Linked DNA regions of Mus musculus: region 2 is linked to region 1. Evidence: chromatin contacts called from public promoter capture Hi-C data. All regions are on one chromosome and are shown on one strand. The core of a region is the stretch at or near the end of the contact, and the rest is flanking DNA. Distances in the headings are between cores, read along the strand shown. Region 1 holds the start of A430033K04Rik (RIKEN cDNA A430033K04 gene). Region 2 holds the start of Zfp655 (zinc finger protein 655).

Region 1 (6,123 bases), core at 1,040-3,539:
ACAGTTTCAGAGGTTAGTCTGTTATTATTGTTATCACAGTTGTGGGGAGCATGGTGAAGTACCTGGTGCTGAAGTGGTAGCTGAGAGCTACATCCTGATCCACACGTGGAAAGGAGGAGAAAGAGCCTGGACTTGGTATCTCTTCACAGAAATAAAACAGACTTCTGTTTGAATGACTTAGCAAACTCACAAAGCTCCTTTGTAGTGTAGCATACTTCCTCGAGGACTATACTTTCTACCTCCCCTCTAGGGGCCTGCTTTGCCTTGAGTCTGCTTATAGGTCTAGAGGCAACTATTGGTGAGCCTTGAGTATTGTCATGACATCAGTATTGTCTTGCCTGGTATTTTCTTTAGAGAAAATCACTGCTGGTTTACCGAACAATGAAGGGCGTGTTATCCAACCTTATGTGACTGTAATACAAATTACATAAGCAAACGGTCATGTGCTATTTCAAGTGTTTTAAAAGCAGACTCGGGCAGCAAGAAGGCCCTCCTCCCTGTTCTCCTCCCCAAACTCCCTGTCCTGAGTCAGGCTGACTTGCCAGCTCTGTAACAAGGAGAGCAAAAAAGACAAAACAAAGCAAAACAAAACACAAGCATGCTAGACTATTGAGCACAGTGCATCAATAGCAACCGCTAAAAGATAAACCACTTTCAACAAACATTACTATTGTTCATACTGTGGTAAAAATCCCTGCATTAGGAAGGAGAAGCCAGGAAAAGATTCATGGTGGAAAAGATTATAATCAGGAACCCCAGGTGACTGCCTTGATGGCCCCTGATCAACTCCTGCTGCATGACTGTAAACACTACCAATTTCTCATTTTGTCACTTTGGTGCCTCTGTGTGTGTGTGTGTGTGTGTGTGTGTGTGTGTGTGTACATATATGTGTTTGTGTAAGTGTATGCAGACATGTACATGAAGGTGCCCCGAAGGCCAGAAGAGAGCATACGATCCCTTGGAACTGAAGTTACAGATGGTTTTGAGTCACCTGATATGAGTGCTGGATTTGAACTCTGGTCCTCAGGACAGAACTTTAAACGTTCTTAAGCCATTTCTCCAGCCTGTTAGCTCTCTTAGTCAGGTTCCTCCAGCTGTCCTTACTGAGTATTGTAAACTCTGCTGGTTCTGTCAATCAACGACATGCAATTTATCCTTTTACTTTTTTTCCTTGCTATATACTCAGTAAACACATTTATTCAAAACCCCAGATCATTCCCTGGACTACAGAGAAAAGCAGGTTACGAGGACTTGATACTGCTTACAAGTCACTTGACTAACAAAAGGTGCCGAATAGACACTGATCTCCATCTCCTCTTATTAGATGTTGCTGAGCTTACAAAAATATGTATAGAGCAGTCCCTTCTACTTCCTGAGACCAGGAAAGTCATAGCTCTCAAAAGGATTTTGTAGCTGTTCTGAGTGGAGGCAAGCTAGAATCTAAATACGTTTGAAGATCTTGTCCCAATAGCACATAAAAGTCATCAAGTTTTCACTGGTCAGATTATAAAGATATTTTAGGTGCAATGGGTCATTGCAATCAACATCACGTGTATTCATTTATTTCAAGTCAGGGTTTAGATATGCGTCCCAAGGTGCCATAAAACTCATCCTGTAGCCAAGCTGAACTTGAGATTGCGATTTCCCTGACTCTGTCTTTCAAGTGCTAAGGAGTACATACAGGCACGCGCCACCAAGGTTGACTTTGCCTGCAATTTTTAATCTGAATATAAGAAAACTTTTACAAGTCTCTTTCCATTTTGAAGGCAAAGCTAATGAGAGCAGATTTCAGAAATTTTGAGATGATTTTGAAAACGGACATCTTCCCATTTGTTTATTCGACTAAACACATGTACACATACTTAACTCATAATCACATATGACTTTATGTATAGAATTAAAAGCAAATGTGAGCTGTGGTCCAGAGAGGACTTTAGCAGGCTAAAAGCAACGCGTATGGACCTGAAGGCATAAGGTTTTAACAGAGGCTGAAGTCTTTGTGCATATACGCGACAGGACTCGTGGCTACCCCATAGCTGGAGAAGACCGAGGGTCAGGCCTCCTATAGAAGTCCAAACTTGGAGACGTGACAGGAGCCAGAGTCCCCAACAGCTGCAGCTAAGAACCTGTTAACCTGAGCTCCTTCAGCTGTGAGCTGGAGCCAACTACTGTCTTTCAGAGGACAGAGAACCTGAAGCTCTGTCCAATCAGAGGCCCTAGCCTCAAGACGTGCCCAATCAGACACACAAACGGAGGGTAGGGGCGGGCTTTGGCTGTCAACCAGCCTTTGTCTGGGACCCTCCATATTGGAATCACTGTATGCTGCTAGGGAAGCTGTTGCTCAGCTTCGGTGGCGCGGTGACGCTGTAAGTGCTGGGCGATGGTGAGAAGACGCCAGCGGCTCCCAGAAGTGGACATGGTGAGTGTACGTGTGGCGCCCGGAGGTGACAGTGCGGGAAGCGCTGTGGCAGAGCAGGGTCTGCGGTGAGGCCTCCTGGGCAGCTGATCTGGATCCCCTGGGCTGCGGGGTTGCTGGAGCCTGGGCGTCCTGTCCTTCTACCTGAGGGTTCTGGCGCCTTTTCTGAGCAGCTCTGCTCTGGCTGCCTGTTTGCTCCGGATCATGCGTGGCGAGGACTTGGTGGATCATCAGGGGAGAGTCTCTGAATGTGACGGTCATTCACTAAAGGAACTATGTTTTCTAGAATCCCCAGTCCCTTCGTTCTCTCCGTGGCCCACCTAGCCCGAACTTCACAAATGAATGGGAAACAGGGTCGCAAACCCAGAACCTAAGCCAGCTCCACTGCAGTCTACTACCTGTTCTTCCACATCCTCGCCCACACTCCCAACACGAAAATTTCCCCTTTCACCCATTTTGTATGGTCCTGGGCTTACTACAGGTACTCTGCAGAGCAGCTGCACTTTTGAAAGCCTCCCATTTATTCCAAATGATATATTTTCCTTATGGTAATCTCAAACCAATATTTTTTTCAAAAAAAAAAAGTTTTGTTTTCCTCCAGGTACGAGAAAAATTGATTTTTAAGTGTGTTTGTGTGTGTCTGTGTGTGTCTGTGTGTGTCTGAGTGCACCAAATGAGGGCAGTGCCAGAAAATGGCGTGTGATTGATTCCCCTGAAGTGAAGTTACAGCAGGCTGTGAGTTTCCCCATGTGGATGCTGGGAACCAAGCCCCGGGTCCCCTGGAAGAGCAGCAATTGCTCTTAACTGCTGAGCTGTCTCTCTAGTCCTGAGGATGTTTGTGTGTGAAGAGAGTAAAGTAGAGAAGAAACCCCTGAGTCCTTGTTTTAAAAAGACTGTGTCTTCTGTCCTACCCCCCCCCCCCCACTCTAGGCTAGGACAATTTATGAGAATACCTTTGTCTACTTCCCCCATAGGAACTGTGAGATGTCCTCATCCCCACCTCCATGTCTTTTCCAGGTAGTAGGTTTCTGAAGTGCCTGAACCGAAATGCTTATAATCGTCCCGTCTCGGGTCTCTTGGAGTATTTAGCAATACTGAGTAGACCTGAAATGTGGGGTGAACTGTGGAAGAGTGTGATGGAAGTGCCAAGGCCCTATAAGGCTGCCAAGAGGTCCAGTGCTGCTCGTTGTGTGTGTGTGTGTTTTCTACTACATAGTAATTAATTTCTAATTAACTAGTAATTCTATTTTTATCTGTTATACTGATATGTCTGTGTTGCTCTTAACAATACCATCCTTTGATCCATGTACATCCATCGATAGATGACTTTTGTAGCATTGGAACCCTTGGATATTTTATCACAGTATTTGAATTACAAACTGCATGCTAGTGTCGTGTAATGATAGCTGATCTTACTGATCTTATTCTAGGGCACTGGGTCCTCTCCTCATCTAAGAGGATTTTTGAGGTGTGGGGGTGCAGTCTCTCAGGGGAGCACCCAGATGCCCTGCTGCCAGAAGGAAAGTCCTGGTATACTGTCATCTAAAAGAAACTCTGTTGTTCCATTGTTTTGATAATATTTATTCTGTGCTGAAGCTACAGGAGGTCTGTTGTTTGGAATAACCAGTCCCTGGTGGGATTCAAGTGGCTACTGGGGGAGCATTCAAAGCCTTTTCAGGGTTCACACTGGTCTGTGACCTTTCATTTCTTCATTAATGCTGGGAGTTGAGCACCAACCAAGTGCTTTTGTGCCTGCCTAACACTTAGGGCTGGCTTACAGTTTCACAGGTCCATTATCATCATGGTGGAAAGCATGGAAGCATGCAGGCGGACTTGGTGCTAAAGGAGCTGAAAGTACTACATCTTAATCCATAGGTAGCAGAAAGGGACTACTTCCAACTGGGCAGAGTTTGCGCATAGGAGACCTCAAAGCCCGCCCCCAATAAAGCCTTACCTCCTCCAATAAGGCCAGCCGTCCTAATAGTGCCACTCCCTATGGCCAAGCATTCAAACACGTGCATCTTAATGGGCTAAACCTAACTAAGTTGGGTTTTGCTGGGATTCATAGCTATTTGCATAGGCCCAGTCTTTTCTGCTTCCAGCATTCAGAGGATTAGGATTAATTAATTAAAATGGGATACAGTAAAACTGAGACACTTGTTGCATATTAAAACTCGTTCCAGGAGAGACTGATGGACCTTGTTGTTGGGGTGAGCTGGAGGAGGGGAGGGAGCTTAGGAGGTGCTGAGCATCCATTCTGAATGCCAAAGCTTTACTCTTTTATTTATTTTTTCCTACTAACCAATAATGTTTTTATGAGATTGGATTAATATATGCCTTTTGTTGCTCTTAATACAAACTTCACATCCATATAAATCCATCAGCATATTTTATTTATATTAGGATAACTTGGACTTTGTTATTACAGTACTAGTGTTATATAATATGTTACTATCATGTTAGTAGCCAATCTTATTGCTCTTTCCTAGATTAATTTCATATATACTGTGGATACATACATGCACACACACACATATATTATGCATTTACACATGCATATATTGAATCTTACAGAAATTTTCCAGGGTTTCGTGCTTTTTTTCCTTCTAGTAAGAATTAAGCAAGTTGAAATTTTGATGCAATAATATTATTAATTAACTTAGGAGAAAATGATTCTATTTATAAGCTTTTCAACACAAGTGGTATATGAAGCTTAGTCTTTCTATGTGCCTCTGTGAGTTTTTATTTTCCCCGAAATTCTGCCTATTTCCTTTACAAATTTTGTGTCTAAGTGAAACATCCCTACATATAATATCGATGCAAAACTTAGCCCATGCTTCATTGTTTACCCACACATAAAAGCTCTTGGGTGTGATTGGCACCTAAATACATCATCATTTGTCATTTCCAGGTTACACCTTCTCTTGTCTCCGTCTCCCAGGATTTCAGCTCTTTCTGTGTTTCCTGTGTTATCAGGACATACATTAATACCCATGACAGAGAATAATTTGTCTCTGTCCAAGCCACTTCCTCCAAAAGAATAACTACATATACTCCATCTTGAATGTGTGTTCAGTTAGTCCATGTGTTCATTAACACTGCTTGTCTACCTTGTTATTTTGTTTTATGGGTCCTTTTTCTCATTTCTAAATGTGTTCTACATTTCTTATAGATACTGGGCGTGAATATGCTTACTGTATAAAACAGCTTTTCAAATCTCTTGCCTAATTTTCTTCCTAGGTCTCTATCTTTTCCTTCCCTATTAAAAGTGATGAGATATATATAAGATGATTGTTTTCTCCCATGGGGCCACGTCGTCTTCTTTACCCTTTGTTTTATTTCATGAATACAATGAATTCAGTGTAGTTGAAATTATGGATATGTTTTTCTTTTTAAAACACAGATTTGTGTACAATTAAAGAAAGCACTCCATCTCCTATAGCACCTTTTGAATGTCTTAGTGTGCTTTTAGATTTATATACTTAGTATCAATGGAAATGATTTCTCACGTGGTATGAGGAAAGCTTATGCAGATATTTGTAGCCATACTGTTCCTCTGCTCTTCCAGTTTTCATGGGAAAAGGAGTATTTCTCTATTGCTGTGCAGCCCAATTTCTATCACTTATGATCCAAAAGACGTGAATTTCCTGAAGGACTCTGTCTTCATAGACACAGTTCTATTAATCTTATTGCCAAGTTTATAAGCT
Region 2 (5,994 bases), core at 390-2,889, 6.6 Mb after region 1:
TCTTCTTTCCTCCTCCTTTCTTTTCTTCTTCTTCTTTTTTTTTTAATTAAAAAAAATTTTGGGGTCTGGTGAGATGGCTCAGTGGTTAAGAGCACTGACTGCCCTTCCAGAGGTCCTGAGTTCAAATCCGAGGAACCACATGGTGGTTTATAGTCATCTGTAATGAGATCTGACACCCTCTTCCGCTGTGTCTGAAGACAGCTACAGTATACTCATATACATAAAATAAATAAATCCTCAAAAAATTTTTTTTTGATCAGGGTGTATGTAGCCCCGGATAGTGTAGAACTCACTATGTAGACTAGTCTGGGAACTCACAGAGATCCACCTGTCAGGTATAGACCACCACATAGGCTACCACACCTGTTGTGGGCAGTTTTTTTTTCCCTTAAGATTTATTTTTATTTTGTGTGTGTATGTGTGTGCATATGTGTGCACTGTGCCAAATGTGTGACAGGAGCCCAAGAGAGACCATCCAACCCTCTGGATTTGGAGTTACACTGGTTGTGAGCCACCGTGGGAACTAGGAACTGAGCTCCGGTCCTTTGCAAGAACAGTTAGGGCTTTTACTTGGTAAGCCATTTCTCCAAGCCAAATAATTTTTTATATGTGTATCCTTTGCCTGCATGCATATATGTTCACCTGGGGTGGTCAGCGTCTCCCATGGTCAGAGGGCATTAGATCCACCTCTAGAACCTAGTGACAGGGTTGTTAGCCACAGTTTGAGTTCTGGGAACTTAGCGAACCTTTGTACTCTGGAAGTGCAACAGTGCTCTTCAACACTGAGCCACGTCTTCAGCCCTTGGGCAGTATTTTAAAATATTTGATTTATGTAGCAGTTGTTCCTAATACTAGATAATTATAAGATTGTAAATTACAAGATTCTGAGCTTCACTAATTTCCAGGGGAACAAAATTATGGGAGTCTTGGCTTTGCATCTACTATTGCAAAAATAGTTGAGATAATCAAGCTTGAGGAGAGATTTTTGTGTCACAGTTTCAAACAGTTCTCAGTTAAACTTGCTCCCTTTGTGTCTACAGTGAAGCTGCACACAGCGAAGAACTCCTGTTGGAAGAAGTTGCTCACCTCATGGTAGGCAAAGAATCAAACATGAAGGAAAGGGTGGGACTCAAAGTAGGGCCTGACAGGAAAATCTTGGTGACCTTGGGCGAATCCTCTTGGGGAAAACGTTTGTCCCTTCCAGGCAGGGCAACACCTAGTATGTCCCTTTCTGTGGGCAATTTGGGGTCAGGCACTTCCTAGGAGAAATAAAGCCGGACCAAACCAGTATTAGACACGAGGGTGGTATTTCATCTTCTGCTTAGGAATCCTCCTGCACGCTCTTGCGGCCCGGGAGGAGTCGGGAGTTCTTTCCCAACCTCTGTCGCCCTCCTGGTGTAAGATGCGCCCTAATCAGCAGGGAGGGCTGTGCGACCTCGAGAAAGCGAAGCACAACAGCAACTAAGGCCTTATCTAGCGATGCTGCGGACCCCACCCACGAGACCGCATCCCGTGTCCGTCAGCTGACAGCTCGACCCGGGACACCCTCACCCCTGCTCTTCATCCGGGAACCTCACCCGGGACCGCCCTCCCGTGGACTTCCGTCGCCGGAAGTGACGTAAGGCGTCAGCCTTCTGGCAGTCGAGAGAGTGGCCCCGGACAGGCTGGTGCAGCTGAGCGAGGAGCGCCTCCGTGACGGGACAGTCTCCAGGCCCGCCTCTCCACCTGGGTGAGTCCCGGGGAACCGTTGTCGCGTCGCCGTGGGAGCGACCGCTTGTTTGGCCCGCGGGGCGGACGCGCAGGAGGCGCCGCGTGCGGGCTGACGGCTGTTCCCGGAGCTGGGGCGCGCGGAAGGCCGGGCTCGCGGCCCTGTTTTCCCCTCTTCCCGGGTTCGTCGCGGAGCCCGGGGAGCCGGGGTGGCCCCGTGGTGCGAACCCAGTGGCCGGGCCCGGGTGGCAGCTCGGTCTTGTGGCCCGCTTCGCCCTCTGGGGACCGAACCTTTGCCCAAGAGAGAGGTAGGCGGAGGGTGGCTCTGGGCGAGGCCTGCGGACGGGCCGGGAGCCTGGCGGAGGGCGGTGGACGGTGGACGGTGGACGGAACCCGGGCTCGTCCTTGGATCTGAAGGACACCAGGCTCCTCGCAGCCCTCCCTCGTGCTGCGCGCAGGTGGCTCGACCAGCCTGCCCTAAGGGTCTGTCTCCTAAGTGAGTTGTATCATTATTCATCGGGGCCCATTGAGTAATGCAGAACGGCCTTACCGCTTACCACATGATTCCTAAGGGGCCTGCTTTTGAGAAAAACAATGAGTAATCTTATCTGGCGTGTTTCACTGGGTCTCAGCTTGAGCCTCTAAATTACTTAGGACGCTCCATGGAAAGGTTTACGCAGTTGTACTGTGTTGAAAAAAATTCTTTTAATGGTAGCTATTTTGTTGTTGTTGTTGTTGTTGTTGTTTTGGTTTGGGTTTTTAAAAGACAGCTTTGAGGCTAACCTTGAACTTCTGAACCTCCTGTCTAAATCTTCCGAGAGCTGGGATTACACGCCCAGCGATACACACACACACACACACACACACACACATATATTTTAAACCACAGATTTGGGATTGTTCAGTAGAGTCTGAGTAATATCGAATTCTTACACCTTCCTGTTTGGGTTTTAAGTTTTGAAACCGAATGGTACTCATGTTTGTTTTTTTGTGAAGGGGGAGGTTGTTATGGATTGAAGGTAGGGCCTTGTGCATACTAGGAAGTACTCTACCCTTAAATTACAGGCATCTCCTGCTTCTGTGTTTTTCTTTTTGTTTATTTTGGTAACTTTTTAGGTTTTAAACCCTTCTTGGGCCCTAATTACCATGCACTTTACTTAATTACATTTAGAGAAACTTAAGTCTGTGGACTGTGACAACTAAAATCTAGTGGGGCTGGGTTTCTAGACAGGGTTTCTTTCTGAGGCACTGGCTGTCTTGGAATGTAGATCAGGTTAGCTCCAAACTCGTGTCTACCTGCTTCTGCCTCACCAGTGCTGGAATTAAAGGCTTGTACTACCACCTTCAGGCTGGTTTTTTTTTTTTTTTTTTAAAGTCTGCTTTTAGCTGAGTGTGGTGGTGCTGGTCTTTAATCCCAACCCTTAGGCAAGTCTCTGTGAGTCTGAGGCCAGCCTGGTCTTCAAAGAGCATCCAGGACAGCCAGGGCTTTGTTGCACAGAGAAACACTAGCTTTAAAAAAATGTCTTTTTAACAAAGTCTATCATATATAGAATAGTTTGCCAAGTCCTGAGAATATGAGATTATGGGACATTTTAACTTACTAAGCAGTTCTTCTCACTCTCACCCTGCAGTGATGGTCATTGTCCCCTGAACAGGGATGGAGGAGGTAACATCCCAAGAAGCCGCAGAGTCACCCAGGGGCCACTTCCAGCCTTTGGAGAACCAGTCTGAATGTCTTTCCCCAGAGCTTCGGTTTCTGCAGGACACGGACATGGAGCAGGGATTCAGTGGGGGTAAGGCAGAGACCACACTTTCTTCAAGGAGAATGGGAATAGTAAGGGGCCCTGGCCTGACATGAGAGAGGCCAGGGTCTTGAATAAGAAGGTGGGCCTTAGTGGAAGAACTGGAAGGGCGTGGCAGGTGTGAGTCCTTGGCTTGGGCCCTGTGGTTAGGGTAGCTAGCCTGTCTGTAATCCGCCCATCACCCTGCTCTGGCCTTGAGAATATGAGCTTCACTGCAGACACCACAACCAGAATGACTTCTAACAAAGGCTGCTTTTGCCATGTCTCACTAGCTTACCTAACGCAGGCCTCGGGGACTCCCTGGGTTCTCTTCAGTCTGCCTCCTCTCCTGGTGATCTAGTGTGATTTGCTACCTGCCATTCTTTTGCAACTTCAGTGTTCGTGAATAATCCAATTTTGGTCAAGAAAGCAACCATTTAATTTCCTGTTTGAACACAGTGTCTCTTTACATGCACAGATGTTACATCATATTAACTATCTATTCACATACATATATTAAATAGGTAAGTGTTTCCTCCCCTTGAAATAGGATCCTGCTAATGTATAGGTAGCCCTGGCTGGCCTAGTACTATGCGGCCCATGATTTGAATGAATCTTGTCTCGGCCCCCCAGCTACATTGGGAATGTAGGCATACAGCATCATACTTAGCTGCTGGTTTTATTATGTAAGAACTATGTCGTAGTTCTTATAGATCAGCACCAGTGCCTGAAGGAACTTGTATGTCAGCAACACAGATGGAGTACCATTATGTGGAGGGTACTGTGTGGGACATTGTTGGAGGGTGTAAAGGATTGTGAGGAAACATGACTGTTTTTGTTTCTACAAGCCGCACACAATAGCTTGCAGAAATAGTGCCCAATAATAACATGAAGGCAGAATGATGTTTATAGTAAATGGTATCTGGAAAAATGTCAGAAGTTTGCTGAAGACCCTGGCCCTATCATCAAATCCTTCAACTTTTTTGTGTTGTTTGGGTCTCTCTGCATAGCCCTGGTTGTCCTGGAATTTGCTAGGCCAGTCTGGCCTTAAAGTCAAAGAGATCCACCTGCTTCCACCTCCTGAGTGCTGGCATTAAAGGCTTACACCACCACACCCAGTCCCCTTCAACTCTTCTTCAGAGCCTTAATGTAGAGCAGGTTGGCATTGGACTGCTATGCCTTGGTGACTGAACTTCTGATCCTTCTATATCCACCTAGGTGCTGAGATTACAGTTGTGTGACACCTTGCCCACTAGATGGTGCTGGGGATCAAACCCAGAGCATCATGCATGCCAAGCAAGCACTCCACCAACTGAGCTATGTCTTCAGGCTTCTTTTTGCTCTTGTTTCTGGTTTTTGAGACCACATTTTTCACTCTGTAACCCAGGCTGGCCAGGAAATGCTGTCTGTCTGTCTGTCTGTTTTGCTTTGCTCATCACAACAGGTATAATGCTTGCCCTTCTATAGAAGGAATGTCATGCCATGAGGATTAAGTGCGATTCCTAGTAAAGTCCATATTACAGTCCTCAGTCTGTGTAAGTAGGAGCAGCTCCCAAGGAGGAGTGGGCATACCTGAGACCTGGTAAATGTTGACTTTACTGGAACACTGACGTGAAGGAGGATGCAACAGACATACCTTGGGCAGGAGAAGTGTTCTGAAAAGGGAGCCCTGTGGAGGGGCTGCTCTCACTCTTGGCTCCTTTCTCCTCCCTCAGCTCCACCTGTTCCCCAGGTGCCTGCTCTTCCCCATGAGGGAAGCCCAGGAGACCAGGCAGCTGCGCTCCTGACAGCCAGGTACCAGGTGAGCTGAGGGACCCTCTGCTTTTCCTCAGGGTTTCTCGTTGCTTGAGTGTGGCCTCTCTTTCACCCCATCTGTTAACCCTTGCCTGGAGTCTTTTCAGTAGCAATTTGGGAACAGATCATTTTCAGAGACCTGGATTTGACAGATAGAATTTTTCCATCTCCACTATCATCTTTGTCCATGAGACTGTGATGGGCACTCATGGGATTTGTTCTCTTAAGTTCTAGTCTGTTCTCTCTCCTCCCCAACATAAACAGCTACTAGACGTCCTCTGTGTCATGTTCATTCTCTGGCCATGGTGCTATAGTAGCCCATTCCTGAGAGCAGCCAGAATTATTATTTCAGGAGTTTGTGACATTCGAGGATGTGGCTGTGCATCTTACACGAGAGGAGTGGGGATGCCTGGACCCTGTTCAGAGGGAGCTCTACAGAGAAGTGATGTTAGAGAATTATGGAAACGTGGTCTCACTGGGTAAGGACCCTCCTGTTGATCAACTTACCTGTTTGGATTTCTTTCTGAGTAGGTGTGAGGTTTTTTAGGTAGTCAGTAGAGTGTGCCCAGTTAACACAGAACCTCTCAGCCCTCCATCTTTAAGGTCCTTTCCTTGGGGGTGGGGGTGGAGGTAAATTGAAGGTTACTTTGGGTTATCAGGAGGAGACCGTTATCCTTATCCCCAGTTTGTACTTCTTGCTTTTGTGGGACAT

What was found. Promoter capture Hi-C pulls out the DNA fragments that hold promoters and counts their contacts.
Region 2: a contact with region 1 is called in a promoter capture Hi-C map of cranial neural crest. The contact joins the promoter of Zfp655 here to the promoter of A430033K04Rik in region 1. A contact is called at or near these places in 2 of 39 promoter capture datasets (cranial neural crest and second pharyngeal arch cranial neural crest).

Annotation. Positions count from the first base shown.
Region 1 is chr5:138,620,570-138,626,692 of GRCm38.p6, forward strand. It overlaps A430033K04Rik (RIKEN cDNA A430033K04 gene), which reads left to right and starts at 2,290. Exons shown (of 4, transcript NM_183025.2): 1 at 2,290-2,419. The coding sequence starts at 2,381.
Region 2 is chr5:145,230,103-145,236,096 of GRCm38.p6, forward strand. It overlaps Zfp655 (zinc finger protein 655), which reads left to right and starts at 1,640. Exons shown (of 4, transcript NM_028298.4): 1 at 1,640-1,729; 2 at 3,339-3,500. The coding sequence starts at 3,365. It also overlaps Gm6287.